Linked DNA regions of Mus musculus: all the other regions are linked to region 1. Evidence: chromatin contacts called from public HiChIP or PLAC-seq and promoter capture Hi-C data. All regions are on one chromosome and are shown on one strand. Each heading gives the region's core, a stretch centred on a gene start, on an enhancer-like site or on the middle of the called end of the contact. The rest is flanking DNA. Distances are from core to core; before and after follow the strand shown.

What was found. Promoter capture Hi-C pulls out the DNA fragments that hold promoters and counts their contacts. HiChIP or PLAC-seq counts read pairs in DNA pulled down with a chosen protein or histone mark.
Region 2: an H3K27ac HiChIP or PLAC-seq map of bone marrow-derived dendritic cells shows a contact between it and region 1, with 3 times the contacts expected there. The contact joins the promoter of Mmp8 here to the promoter of Birc3 in region 1. A contact is called at or near these places in 11 of 39 promoter capture datasets (the 3T3-L1 cell line, 3T3-L1-derived adipocytes, the C10 cell line and 6 more), 3 of 484 Hi-C or Micro-C datasets (the G1E-ER4 cell line, embryonic stem cells and erythroblasts), 4 of 115 datasets of contacts at active chromatin or transcription factors (bone marrow-derived dendritic cells, bone marrow-derived macrophages and memory CD8 T cells) and 1 of 9 other capture datasets (macrophages).
Region 3: a promoter capture Hi-C map of pre-B cells shows a contact between it and region 1, with 4 times the contacts expected there. The contact joins the enhancer-like site here to the promoter of Birc3 in region 1. A contact is called at or near these places in 11 of 39 promoter capture datasets (the C10 cell line, cranial neural crest, embryonic stem cells and 7 more), 1 of 15 datasets of contacts at CTCF or cohesin (embryonic stem cells), 6 of 484 Hi-C or Micro-C datasets (the C2C12 cell line, embryonic stem cells, extraembryonic endoderm stem cells and 1 more), 13 of 115 datasets of contacts at active chromatin or transcription factors (the 230-238 cell line, CD4 single positive thymocytes, bone marrow-derived dendritic cells and 6 more) and 2 of 9 other capture datasets (adipose tissue and embryonic stem cells).

What each region holds. Positions count from the first base shown.
Region 1 is chr9:7,870,953-7,875,293 of GRCm38.p6, reverse strand. It overlaps Birc3 (baculoviral IAP repeat-containing 3), which reads left to right and starts at 2,124. Exons shown (of 9, transcript NM_007464.3): 1 at 2,124-2,471.
Region 2 is chr9:7,556,351-7,560,691 of GRCm38.p6, reverse strand. Mmp8 (matrix metallopeptidase 8) reads right to left here and starts at 2,263. Exons shown (of 10, transcript NM_008611.4): 1 at 2,049-2,263; 2 at 22-260. The coding sequence starts at 2,156. It overlaps Gm31751 (a long non-coding RNA gene), which reads left to right. Exons shown (of 4, transcript XR_379096.3): 4 at 2,079-3,520.
Region 3 is chr9:7,591,833-7,596,173 of GRCm38.p6, reverse strand. All of the region lies in intron 2 of Gm31751 (a long non-coding RNA gene), which reads left to right. Among named protein-coding and RNA genes, the nearest start is that of Mmp27, 23 kb to the right of the region's middle. Within about 2 kb of position 2,448, at least 16 of the 459 cell types and tissues checked have an H3K27ac peak or open chromatin away from gene starts, as enhancers often do. A contact at or near this core is called in pre-B cells and pro-B cells, where this site is marked.

The DNA.
Region 1 (4,341 bases), core at 875-3,374:
ACATAACTTGAAAATAAATTAATAATATTTTTAGATGGCTATTTAGTGAGCTACTACTGAAGGTTTAAATGCAGGTCGAGAATGGAGAAAACCCAGAAGATTGGTTAGCTCAATTTATTAATCAAGATATCAAGATGCTCAGCAGCTATTATGTACAGGTACCCTGTTGATGCTAGAATAAAGCATCTAACAAGAGATATACTGTCCCTGCTCATATACATTAGAGTTTATCCAGAAAGTAATGGATCTTTTGTTTTGTTTTGTTTTTTTGTTTGTTTTGTTTTTCGAGACAGGGTTTCTCTGTGCAGTCCTGGCTGTCCTGGAACTCACTCTGTAGACCAGGCTGGCCTCGAACTCAGAGATCCACCTGTCTCTGCCTCCCAAGTGCTGGGGTTACAGGCGTGCACCACCACTGCCTGGCTGAAAGTAATGGATCTTAAGTACTATCTATTTTCAGGCATAGTCTAACTCTGTTCCAGGCTCAGTTGGAGGCTGTCCACTGCTCCAGCTTCTCAAGTTCCACATCACTGGCTTGGCTCTACAACTTGCTTAATAATACTAATGCTAATGCTAATGCTAATGCTACTAATAATAAAGGCCCACAGTAAAATTGTGCAAATGTTGCAAGGGAGTCTGTTGCTCTCACAGGTGTGATTCTGCTCTCAGATAGAGGCTTGAAAGTAGGTGGAAATCTCTATATGATCACAAACGAAGTTCTTCTACTAGAGCTCCTGTTGGAACTGTGGTCCCTCTCAGCTGAGCCCACAATAAGGCATTTTATCTCTAGATTGACCAGGGCAGGTTTCTCACCGCTAGATTATGTCTCCTTAAGTCTGATGCTAATTGGCTGAAGATGGAGGAAAGCAGACAAAGTTTCTCTGTGTAGCCTGGCTGTCCTGGAACTCACTCTGTAGATCAGGCTAGCCTAGAACTCACAAATATCCATCTACCTCTGCCTCCTGAGTGCTGGGATTAAAGGCATGCATCACCACTGCCTGGCAAGAGTCAAGTTTTTACAAGAACATTGATATAGCTAAGCACCTTCCCTTGAAAGAGAAAAAGCTAAAAGAAGGAATTTTGTTTTTCTAGATTTATTCATCCTGTTTATAAAACAAAATTTGACAAGGAAAAACTAAACAAAAATACAAGAAAAAAAAAACCACTAAAACAGATCAGGACAAAAAAAACAAAACAAAACAAAAACCCCAGACTTTTAAAAAAACATATTTTTAAAGATTTATTATTATATGTAAGTGCACTGTAGCTATCTTCAGACACACCAGCAGAGGGAGTCAGATTTTATTACAGAGGGTTGTAAGCCATGTGGTTGCTGGGATTTGAACTCAGGCCTTTGGAAGAGCAGTCAGTGCTCTTAACTGCTGAGCCATCTCTCTAACCCTTTCAAAATATTTTTTAAAACGTATTTATATATTAAATATGTGTACAGGTGTTTTGCCTCACGCCTGTGCGAATACAGGTGCAGTGCCTGAAGAGGCCAGAAGGCCGCAATGGATCTCCTGGAACTGGAGTTACAGATGTCTGTGAGCCATCTTGTGAATGCTGGGAGCAGAACCTTGGTCCTCTACCAGAGCAGCAAGTACTTTTAATTGCTTAGCCACGTCTCCGGCCCACAATCACACCTTTCAAATACAAGAATCAGTGTGGTTCTAGCATTTTTAAAAAACAAAGTCTTACTATGTAGCCCAGGCTGGCCTGGAACTCACAGAGATCCTCCTGCCTCGGCCTTCTGAGTGCTGGGATTAAAGGCATTTGCTGCTACCCGCAGCTGTAGTTCTGATCTTTGAAATAATAAAAATAACCTGAAATTGAGATCCATACGTGTTTTGTTTTGTTTGTTTGTTTGTTTTTAACAAATGTTCCTTTCAGCTCTCTTTCTTGATAAAAACAAAAAGTGAAACCAGAGACTTTTACAGAGTTACTCGGGTTTTTTTCCTCCTAACGTCTTACTTTTTTAACTTAGCAGTTATATTCCGGACAGTTGTGGCTCTTTTTTTACAGTGAAGGACTTGGAGGCTGCAGGAGGGAAGCGCGGTGAGGGTGGGGTGGGGATAGGCCTCTTAAGGCGGAACTCACAGGCTGCACATCTGTTTTCAATGTTTTGTAAGAGCCAAGAGCCTTCAAGTAAAAACTTTCAGTAAATGACACGAAGAGGAGCTGGGTCCAGGAAGTCACGCACAGAAGAGCCACGGAAATCCCCAGCCAGGGTGGCCACCAAGGGTGAGGAGGAAGTGCGTCTGGTTTTCACCCTGGAGTTCCCCGGAGCCCTGGAGGAAAGCACCGCAGGTCTGAGCAGCCCTGAGCCGGGCAGGGTGGGGGCAGTGGCTAAGGCCTAGCTGGGGACGATTTAAAGGTATCGCGCCACCCAGCCACACCCCACAGGCCAGGCGAGGGTGCCACCCCCGGAGATCAGAGGTCATTGCTGGCGTTCAGAGCCTAGGAAGTGGGCTGCGGTGAGTACGCGCGCGCGTGGGGATCCAGCCAGGGTCCCCGTAGTGGCTCGAGGATCACCGGGGTGACTAGATCCGAAGGAGAACCTGCAAAACCCGTTTCTATGCATCGGTGGTCCTGCGGGAGGGCGACCTACAGGTTGGCCACGCTGACCCTGGCTGCCCCCCCTCCCCCCACCCCCTCCCCGCTTGCGGGAGCTCGACTTTCTGAGTCTTTTCCGGTCTCTGACTTTCTGAGTGAGGCGTAGGTGCCGAGAAGTTGCATTTTAATTAGGCTGCTGCGGGAGGCATCTGGGAGACTTGACACAGTGAGAACTCTGGCGTCTAAGGATGAGCTTGTGGAAAGCTCATGGTTGTTTTCTTGGTGGCCAGCTCAGGAAAACACTACAGCTCTTTCTTTTTTTTTGGGGGGGGGGGGGTGTTTCGAGACAGGGTTTCTCTGTGTAGCTCTGGCTGTCCTGGAACTCATTCTGTAGACCAGGCTGGCCTCGAACTTAGAAATCTGCCTACCTCTGCCTTCCAAGTGCTTGGATTAAAGGAGTGATGGGTGTGTCAGAGACCATTTCACACTATAGCTGACTGGGGCTTTGAACTTCGGAAAAATCCTCCTGCCTTAACCCCTTCAGTGCTGGGATTATAGGCCTGAGTCACTGTACTCAATTTCTCAGCAGTGCTCTTAATCTAGCCGGTAAATCTCTGGAGTCGTTTCTGTCTGCCCCAAGCCAGGTTCTGATCATCCGTTGTAAAAAGCAGGTGCCATTACTATCCCCTTTTCGCACCTAGGAAACTGAGGCACGAGTGGCTTTTCTTAGTCTCACTATGGAGCACTGGTTGGGCTGGAACTGGATAAGTAAACAGGCTGGCTTTGAACTCAAGGAAACACTGACGTCTACCCACCTCTGCCTCCAGGGTAATGGGATTAGGGGCGTGTCTGGCCACTTGGTGGTTTTCTTGCCCAACATTACACTGTTGGTGGAAAAGGGACTGACTCTCTTGAAATCCTGTGATGTGAGACTCCAGAGCATGGGAGTAAATTGCCACGAGGTCAAGTTAGCAGTAATAGGGGGAAATTAACAAATGAAAGTGCCATGAACATGCTGGGCACAGCCAGCTGTGCTAAGAAATTCTTCCATGCCAGTGTTTGCTGGGGTTAGTAGTGCAGGTCTGTAATCTTAGCACTTGGGAGGTGGAGGCTGAAGGATCAGGTGTCCAAGGTCAGTCTGGGCTGTGTGTCTCACACAACAGCAGCTAGGCACTGTAGCTGCAGCTACTACAGAGGTTAAAGCTTATTTCCTATTCTGTAGGAGATATGGTCCAAGGTGGAGGGAGGAAGATGGCACAGCTAATTGCTCCAGAGGGTGGGGGCACACAATAGTCTCTGGGTCTACTGGACATGGTAGTGTAAGCAGAGAAGAAACTGGGGTGCCAAGCTCATCTATAAGGAACCACTGGAAAGAAAGAGGGCTCCTACACACTGATGTGGACTAGGGCAGGGATCAGAACAGGCCTAAGAGGAAGCAAATTTTATTTTATGAGTATGGAGAGGGAAAGGTGCTGGCACACGGACTGGCTGTCTGTGTGGAAATGTGGTTCATAAACAAATGTTCTGCCGGCTTGCCAGACTCAGGAGTGGCTGGAGTAGAGACTTCAGCATTACTGTATAGAGGGACAAGGACCCTGCGGGGTTTGAGGAAATATGAAGAAGAGTCCTTCAGAGTAGTAGGAGGGCCCATGAAGGGGCACTTGTTTCTCTGAGGTGGCCAATAGACCTGTGAACAGAGGGCAGGCAAAGGAAGGCAGGCTGAGGGCCTCACCTAGTGAGGAACGGAGCCAGCTGAATGAAACAGTGATCTTGGAAGGACTGAGGGTTATT
Region 2 (4,341 bases), core at 1,014-3,513, 310 kb after region 1:
CCCAGACTCTAGGAATGTCACCTGTAGGTCAGGTTAGTGTGTGTCCACTTGGGACTTCCTGGGGTTAGCAAGAAATCACCAGAGTCAGGCACTCCACATCGAGGCATTTCCATAATCCCCATTGTAGCTGCATCTAACTTCCCAGTCTCTGCTAAGCTGAAGAAGCGCTGCATCTCTTTAAGCTTCTCTGCAACCATCGTGGCATTCCTCGAAGACCGGAATTGATTGCTTGGTAAGTTGTAGAATTTTCGTAGGTAATTCTGATCAAAATAAACACACCAGAGTACTTGCTGTGAAATTGCTCCGGACATTTTGCAATTCTTTCTAAGTTGCCACAGAATGTAAACCAGGACCCGACAGGCAAGGGACAATAACAGAAATTGTGGGAAGGGATAGCTCAGTGGGTCAAGCCTGACAAGCTAAGATTGACCTCACCACCCACACAGTAGAAGGAGAGAGCTGACTCTTTCTTCCAAGTTTACTGTGTTCTGATTACCATATGTGCACTGTGGCATGCAATTCCCTCCCACACTCACGAAAAGAAATTCACTTAATTAAAATAACTTGTAGATTGATTTTGAAAGAACAACGCCATAGAACATTCTCTGCATTCCCTGAGATCTCATGGATTTTTGAATAAAAAACAAAAGTCTTACAACAGGGGAGGAATGAATCCAAGTCACACACCAACTGCTACTATACAGTCCACTACTATACAGCCCGCTACTATACAGTCCTCTACTATATAGTCCGCTACTATACAGTCCGCAGCATGGCTTTTGTTTTAATCAGTACTGGCTTTTAACTATTGTTTTTATATCTGTTGAAGTGTTAGTTATAAAAATGAGGACTTTTCTGCTTAAAAATTCTTTCACTAAATGGAGAGAGGGTTTAATCACCCTCACAGAGAAATGGAGGGTTCAAGAACCAAAGGGAAGGTGACAGTACAGGTCCTGGCTTACTGCAATGGCTTTCAAATGAGAACTGGTCATTTAAAAGATGTTTGGGGCAACAGCAGCATTTCATTTACCAAGATAAGATCTTGTAAGCCACTCTCATTCACAAGTGTTGACATGCCAGTCAATGGTAAGGTCTCTTTACCTTGCCATGTGTAGCCTATGTATATATACTGTGCTTCGTATGTGACTACCTGGTTATTTGGAGGTGACAGAGAGCAGAGCTTGCACTTTGAGATGTGGCAGGTGTGGGCAAATCCCAGCACTGTTCTTTGTCTCCAACATCACAGTCATTGTGATACTTAGAGGAGTGGCACCTGCAAAGTGAACCCAGCCCACCCTCAGTACGAACTTAGGGGCTTCTGTGCCAGGCACAAAAATGATTGCGAGAAAAGAGCAAGAATTATGCTTTCCGGAAATTTCAATACTAAGAAAACTATGAACAAGAAATTGGTGATTACATTCTCTTGCATAAAAAAGTGGCCTTTTTTTATACTATAAAACAAGAGAGATGCTAAACTTCCAAAGTTTAATAAACAGTCCTGGAAAATCTGATTAACAATGTGTTAATTTTAATTAATTATAACCCCCCATTTCCATCTATCGTCTCTATATGAAAGTATTTTTGGCTGCAGAAAACTATCCATACAGGAAGCGGTGGGCAGGTCATAATTTGACCTCCCCACAGCCCCCACCATTTTTTTAGTGTTGGGATACCAGCAAGTATTCTATCACTCTAGCACTGGCCTATAGAGCGTGGAACAACTGGGTTACAGGTATACTGGAAGAGAAAAAATTAGGTAGGCAACTCAGTTCATTTTATAAATAAAATATTCTCTCTGAAAAGGCTCCAGCTGCAGCTGGCCTGACAGTAGTGTTCCTTGGGCTTGAAAACACCCAGCTGTCTTCATGTCTACATTTTCCAGGGCCAGGCCTTGACCACGTGGAGTCTTTCAAGTCTCAGAAAGTGATGCTGAGCCTTGGCAAACCCATGCGAAGAATCTCTTTCTGTCCTTCTAGACTAAGAAGGGAAAGCCACCCTCAGAATTCTGTAACCACCGGCAAATCAACTGTGATAGACAGCCCATTTACCTCAGCAGTTTTTATATTTTTCTCTTCCAGGTGTTCAGGTACTGGGAAGGCATTGGCAAGCTGTGTGTGGAGGAAGATCAGTAATGGAAGTGTCTTCAGGCGAAACATAATCTTATCTTCCAAGACAACCTCTCCTGCCTTCCTCTGCCCCTCTGGCAAGTGCCCTCAAGCTCACAGCATCCCCTGCCAATCACTGCTCTTGTCTGGTCCCTTATAAAGCTACATCTTGAGCAACTTCTGCCTAAGCAGTATGAGGCAACATAGCTAACCGCACTCTGACAGTTCTTCAATGTTAGAATGTGATTTGGAACCTAGAAGTGGGGGAGTCATTCAACAAAGCAAGAGGATGGATCGCTACTTTTGTAAACTGTCAGGGTGAGGTGGCTGGCACGGGGGCTACAGTCTTCCAGTTTCTGTCTGTGTGTAATGAGGAAGTTGTGCTAGTTAATCGGGGCAATATTTTAAGAATGTTCAGCGATCATCTTGGGAAGCGGTGGCACACCTGTAAGACTTCTGTTTCTAAGCCACCACTGCTGCCTGATAGCGTGTGCCAAAGCAGGCTTTGTGTGGGGACCAAAAGCAGCATCTAGAGATGATGGCTTTGTTAGGAAAGTACTTGTCACACAAGCATGAGGGCCTGAATTTGATTCTCAGCATGCAGGTAAAAAACTGAACTTAGTGGTACATGAGTATAATCTCGGTCCTGGTCTGTGCCAGGCAGGGGGTGTTTGCAGCTTATTGGCCAGTCAACCTAGTCTACTTGGTAAGTTCCAGGCTAGTTAGAGACCCTGTCACAAAACAAACAAACAAATCCCACTTACAGCACACACAAAACATGAACATTCACTTTTAAATAAATGCACACGTCCATATACATACGTAAACAGCAGCTTCTGTGTGGCATGACTGCTATAGATGTACTAAAACATTCACTATAAGGTGGGTTTTTCCAGAGAAAGGACAAAGATAGTGATAGTTAAGACGAAAACTAACATCTGTTGTACTTACAATGTTTCAAACATGTTAATGACAACTAAATGCCCTATTCTCATACAGCTTTCAGAGCAACACACTATTGCTATAATTTTGCAGGAGAGGCAGAGGCTGGAAGACTAGGAAAGGCACATGCTCACTTTGCATAGGACTCAAGCCCATGAGTATGGTGAGAGAAACAGAGCCCATCCTATACCAGGCTCTAGTTCATCAACCTGCTATTTGAATCCAGGCTGGACCATCAGTAACTGTGGGCTCACAGCAAGTGGAAAACTTTGGCCTACATCCAGGGACAAAAGGACAAGGGAGAGAAGGAGATAGATGTCTCAGACATCCCCAGAGTGCTAGGAGGGTGAGTGAAGGCTTCCAGATGATGTGGTGACACAGGGCACTGGCTCTCTTCCTGCCTGCCTGTCTTCACGATCTAACTCCTGTTCTTCATTCTTGAAAGAAGTAGTTCACAGACTATGTTTTATTCTCAGCCCCTAAAATGAACTTTAAAAATGAATTTTTTAAAAAATGTATTTTACAAAAGTGTTTAGAACATAAGAGGTTAGGAATATTTTCAATTTGTGATGAACATAGCAAAGGAGAAGCAGAGGCTGGGTATGGAGGTCTGAGCTAAAAAGGAAGCACCTGGCCGTACGTTTCTTCTACAGTCTTCTAGTCCATTCTGGACTTTACTGTTTTTCCTACTTCTCCAGACATGGCAGAATTCTAGAGTAGGGCCTGAGGTAAATGTTCATTATCTGAGTATCTCCACCTGGCTCCCAGGAGAACTTTCATTCTCTCTCTCTCTCTCTCTCTCTCTCTCTCTCTCTCTCTCTCTCTCTCTCTCTCTCTCTCAAGTACAGAATACAGAAATCAACAAAGCTATACATGGAATTCAAAGAGCTTCAGCTCTTCCTGAAACCAGTACTATTGTGGTCGATTATGACTCTGGAACTGTAGCATTTGCAAATTACTTTAGCTGGGAAACCATGTATACACAGTACTTATTTACAGAAATGTTATGACCCAGATGTAACAAATAAATTGCAAAACTAGGAAGAGCAGCAAATACCTAAAGAACAACTCGGGGGATCACAATTATTTGGACTAAATCTACAGATTGCAGAACTGAGAGAAACCATGAAGACATGCAATAAGGCATCAATTGGGTAAGAGCCAAGGAAGAGGAGCTTCAGTTTTTTAAATCGTTGAATTAAGGAAGCATGATTGTAGATTGAAGGGAAAAGCTAAGGCATGATGCCAGAGGTGGTGACTTATAGAGAGAAAGTGGCTGGGAGCTGGCACTGAT
Region 3 (4,341 bases), core at 1,199-3,698, 280 kb after region 1:
GCTTTGGAGAAAGTCTTAACTGCATGAGAACTTTAGAGGAAATTCAGGATTCAAATAATTCTACTTGGAAACCTATTAGAGATGCAAATTCTGGAATTCATTCAAGACTGACTAAATCAGAAAATTTAGCCATGGGATAGCTGTGCCTGTTTAAAACAAGCTCTCTAGGTAATTTGGACTCTCTCTCTCTCTCTCTCTCTCTCTCTCTCTCTCTCTCTCTCTCTCTCTCACACACACACACACACACACACACACACACGCATGCACGCACTACACTAACAGTCATTTCAGAATGGAGCAGAAGTGAGGGCTATTGAAAAAGAGTCGGGGAGCACACGGGGCTTGGGAACTTGCTAGACACACCTATCAGGCCCTGCCCTCCCAAGATTTTGACCTAATTGTACAACAATTGATCATTTCTTTCTGTTGATTCTCGTTGCATCAGTGATTCATAATCTCAGCTTTAAAACACTTAAATGTGGAGAGAAAGATGCACCCTGTTCACCTTTGTGAGGTGAAAGCCACCAGCAGCTGAACTGTGGATTGAGAAGAGAACCAGGCCACCTTAGGTCAACCCCTGCACAGCCTAGGGTCAACAGGTTTAGCTGTGTTTGCCTCAGCTTACAGGCGTTGGCACACAGGCTAGGTTCTGCTTGTGGGGCATGGACCAGCTGCAGGTCAGGGCGGGAGAGTCTTGGTTCTGCTCATGATCACTAGATGGCAGCACTGGACTTCAGCTTCCACAGGAAACATCCCGAGCCTGCACAGCCAGGCTCTGCTGTCTGGTGCCAACTCCAAGCTTTCGGTTTCATAATCCTTAGAGGCTTGTGCATATCGGCACCAACACAGGGAGCACAGAAGGCACAAGCGAGGCTATGATTTATTTCCTTGTTTCGCTCCAACATGTGATCATCTCATTACATACACTCCTCTGGCCTCCTTGGTCTTGGTCAGTGTTGTGGACTCTCTCTTGCTGGGATAAACACTCTGATCAGAAGCAACTTGGGGAGGGAGGGTTTATTTGGCTTACACTTCCAGGTCATGGTCCACCATGGAGGGAATCAGAGAAAAGCAGGAGATTGAAGCAAAACAATGGAGGAACACTGCTTGCAGGCTACCTCTCTAGCTCACTCAGTCACAAGCTCAGCTAGCTTTCTTATACATGGCCTTCTTAAGGATGGTGCCATCCACAGTGGACTGGGTCCTCCCACATCAATTAAGAATCAAGGCAGTGTCTCACAGACATGCCTGCAAGCCAATTCTCAATGGAGGCTTTCTGCTCAGATGACTCTAAACCTTGTCATGTTGACAACAGAGCTAACTTGGACAGACACTGTACTGACTATATAGAAGCCAAAGACACATCCCATACATTAAGTTGTGTGTGTGTGCTCGTGCACATGCAAAGGAGGCTAAAACAACCTGCAACAGCAACAAAAGTACAAACTGAAGACAGAGATTGTTGTATAGAAAGGAATCGTAGTCAAAAGAAGATGACCCCCCAGTCAACGCATGCAAATATGAGCCCCGTCCTTGCCATTGGTGAACATGCAGCTTAGTTTTCTCCTCTGTCACTGAGTGGATGGAGAACACGTCTGTTTTCTTCCTTTTCTTGAAAGGTTAAAAACTACACAATATTACAGACATGCCAAAAATTAGTGAAATACAATCTACTTGAATATTCCTATAGTTCAGGTCTACTCAAAATCCCGCAGCACACTGCTCTCAGTCAACTTTACCGTGAGTGGAGCGTGAAGCTTCCATAGTGTTGTATTACTTTTTCTGAGATGTGAAGAAATGTTTGTCCACCCTAGACAGAGTCAAAGTTAGACTAAAGCAGTAGCTCTCAACCTTCCTAATGTGGAGACCCTTTAATATAGTTCCTCATGTGGTGACTGCTAACTATAAAATTAGTTTGTTGCTACTTTATAACTGTAATTTTGCCATTGTTATGAATCATAATTCAGATATTTGATATGCTGGGCCCAAATCAGCTGTCGCTCACAGGCTGAGAGCTGGTGGAGTAAAGAAACAACTCCATTCATGTCCAGCATGATGAACCAGTTAGTAAGACTTATAGGGACCTGGGTGAGGAATTACTTATAGGCATATGGATGACCCCAAGCCCATCATTGAGAAATTCTACCAGAGCATGGGTGAAGAAGATCTCTTGAATGGTATTAGTGGAGCCTGATCCTGTCTACTTAGCTTTCCATGTTTTGTATACTCCATGTCATGTGCAGCTAGGGCTGGGTTGTAGAGACCCTCCCCATCTACTTCTACAAGGAAAGCTAACTATGGGTTTAGTCTTGTGAGGCTCTGTGAATGTGGGCAAGCATAGCTGTATTGACTGTAAGGGAACAATGGTTTGTCATGGCAGGAGAGCTGAGTTCCGCAGCTAGCTCATGGGTTCTCCGGAACCTCTTTGTTGATTGCCTTCTGCAGGAATGTCTTCATGAGGGGACCTTGGTGTCAGAGTCAGCATCATCTGAGTTATCACTGCTTGTCCTTTGTAGTGTTACAGAATTGCTTAATGGGAAATGCAGTGTGCTTCTCTTTCTTTACACACATTGAGAAAAGAAACCACAACAATAATGAAATTAGAACACCGTGAAACACATTGCAAAAAAGCCAGGAAACTCATTGCAATGGAGCCTGCTAGGTTTTGCTGCAAGTGAGCAGGAAATCACTTTTTTTTTTTTTTTTTTTTTTTTTTTTTTTTTTTTTTTTTGGTAGAAAGTAGCTTGGTGAGTGGAGGGCTCTTGTTATTCCTAGGAAGGTGGTGAGTGCAGTACAGGCTGGGAGAGCCTTCATGTTCCAGAAGACTGTAGATGAAAATAGATGACACAAGATTTGGATTCTAACATCATCTTTGGCTTTAAGTGAGAAAAATAGGTCCTCTAAGCACCATATCTTGCTTTTAAAGCAATAACTACATGCCTGGGGAGAGCAGTTAGTAAAGTACTTGCTGTGAGTTTGATCCCCCAGACCCCAAATCTAGGTAGAGACGCAGAGCTGGGGAATTCAAGGAAGGTAGCTCCTCAGCCAATGGGAGAGCTGGCAGAGCGGCAGATGCTCCTAGGCACTTAGCTTCTCCAGCCCCAAGTCTATTTTTTATTTATACTTAAAATTCATTCTCTGAGAATATAGTTTTTCACACAGTATATTCTTATTATGGTTTCCCTTCACCAAACTCCTCCAGACCCTCTTCCCCGACTTTTGCACTTCCAAATCCTCTCTCTCACTCATATTAGAAAAAATTCAGGTATCTAAAAATAATAAAATAAGATAAAATAAAAACAAACAAACCAGAATAGGACTAAACAAACAAGCAAACATGCTAATAAAATAAGCTTGAAAAAAAGCACAAGAAACACATAGAGTCAGAAACACATATCTTTGAACTAACAAAAATCCTACAAAAATTAAAAATTGGAAACCACAATATTAAGCAAAAGACCTGAAAAGTTAAAAGAAAAGCAAGCCCCAAAAAGCAATATGACAGAAAAAAAAATCCTCCAAATATATGCTATTGAGTTTATTTTGGTTTCGGGATCAGAGTAATTGTGGCCCCTTAAAAAGAATTAGGTAATGTTTTCCTGTTTCTAGTTTGCAGAATCATCTAAGAAGTATCAGTTTTACATTCTTCTCTTTTTTGGTAGAATTCTGGGCTGAATCTATCTGTTTTTTGTTTGTTTGTTTGTTTTGTTTTTGTTTTTGTTTTTTGTTTTGGTTTGTAGACATTTAATTATTGCTTCTATTATACTAAGGATTATTTGTCTGTTTAAATTGCTTATCTTATCTTGGTTTAAATTTGGTAGGTGGAATAGATCAAGAAATTTATCCATTTATTTTAGTTTTCCTATTTGGTTGTGTACTGATTTTCAAAGCATGTCCTTATGATCTATGGGTTTCCTTGGTGTCGGTATGTTCCCCTTTTTATTTCTAATTTGTTAATTTGGATGTTCTATCTCCACTTTTTAGTTAATTTGGCTAAGGGTTTGTCAATCTTACTGGTTTTCTCAAAGAACCAGTTCTTTGTTTCATTGATTCTTTTTATTGTATTTTGTTTGTTTGTTTCTATTTTATTGATTGATTTTAGCTCCACATTTAATTATTTCTTGCCATCTACCCCTTTGGGGGATGACTACTATTTATACCCACCCACCTATCTTTCTTTCTCTCTCTCTTTCTTTCTTTCTTTCTTTCTTTCTGCTCTGGATCTTTCAGTGCTGTTAAGTTACTAGTATGAGCTCTTTCCATCTCCTCTGTGTGTGTGTGTGTGTGTGTGTGTGTGTATGTGTGAGAGAGAGTGTGCGTGTGTAGATACTTTGCGTATAA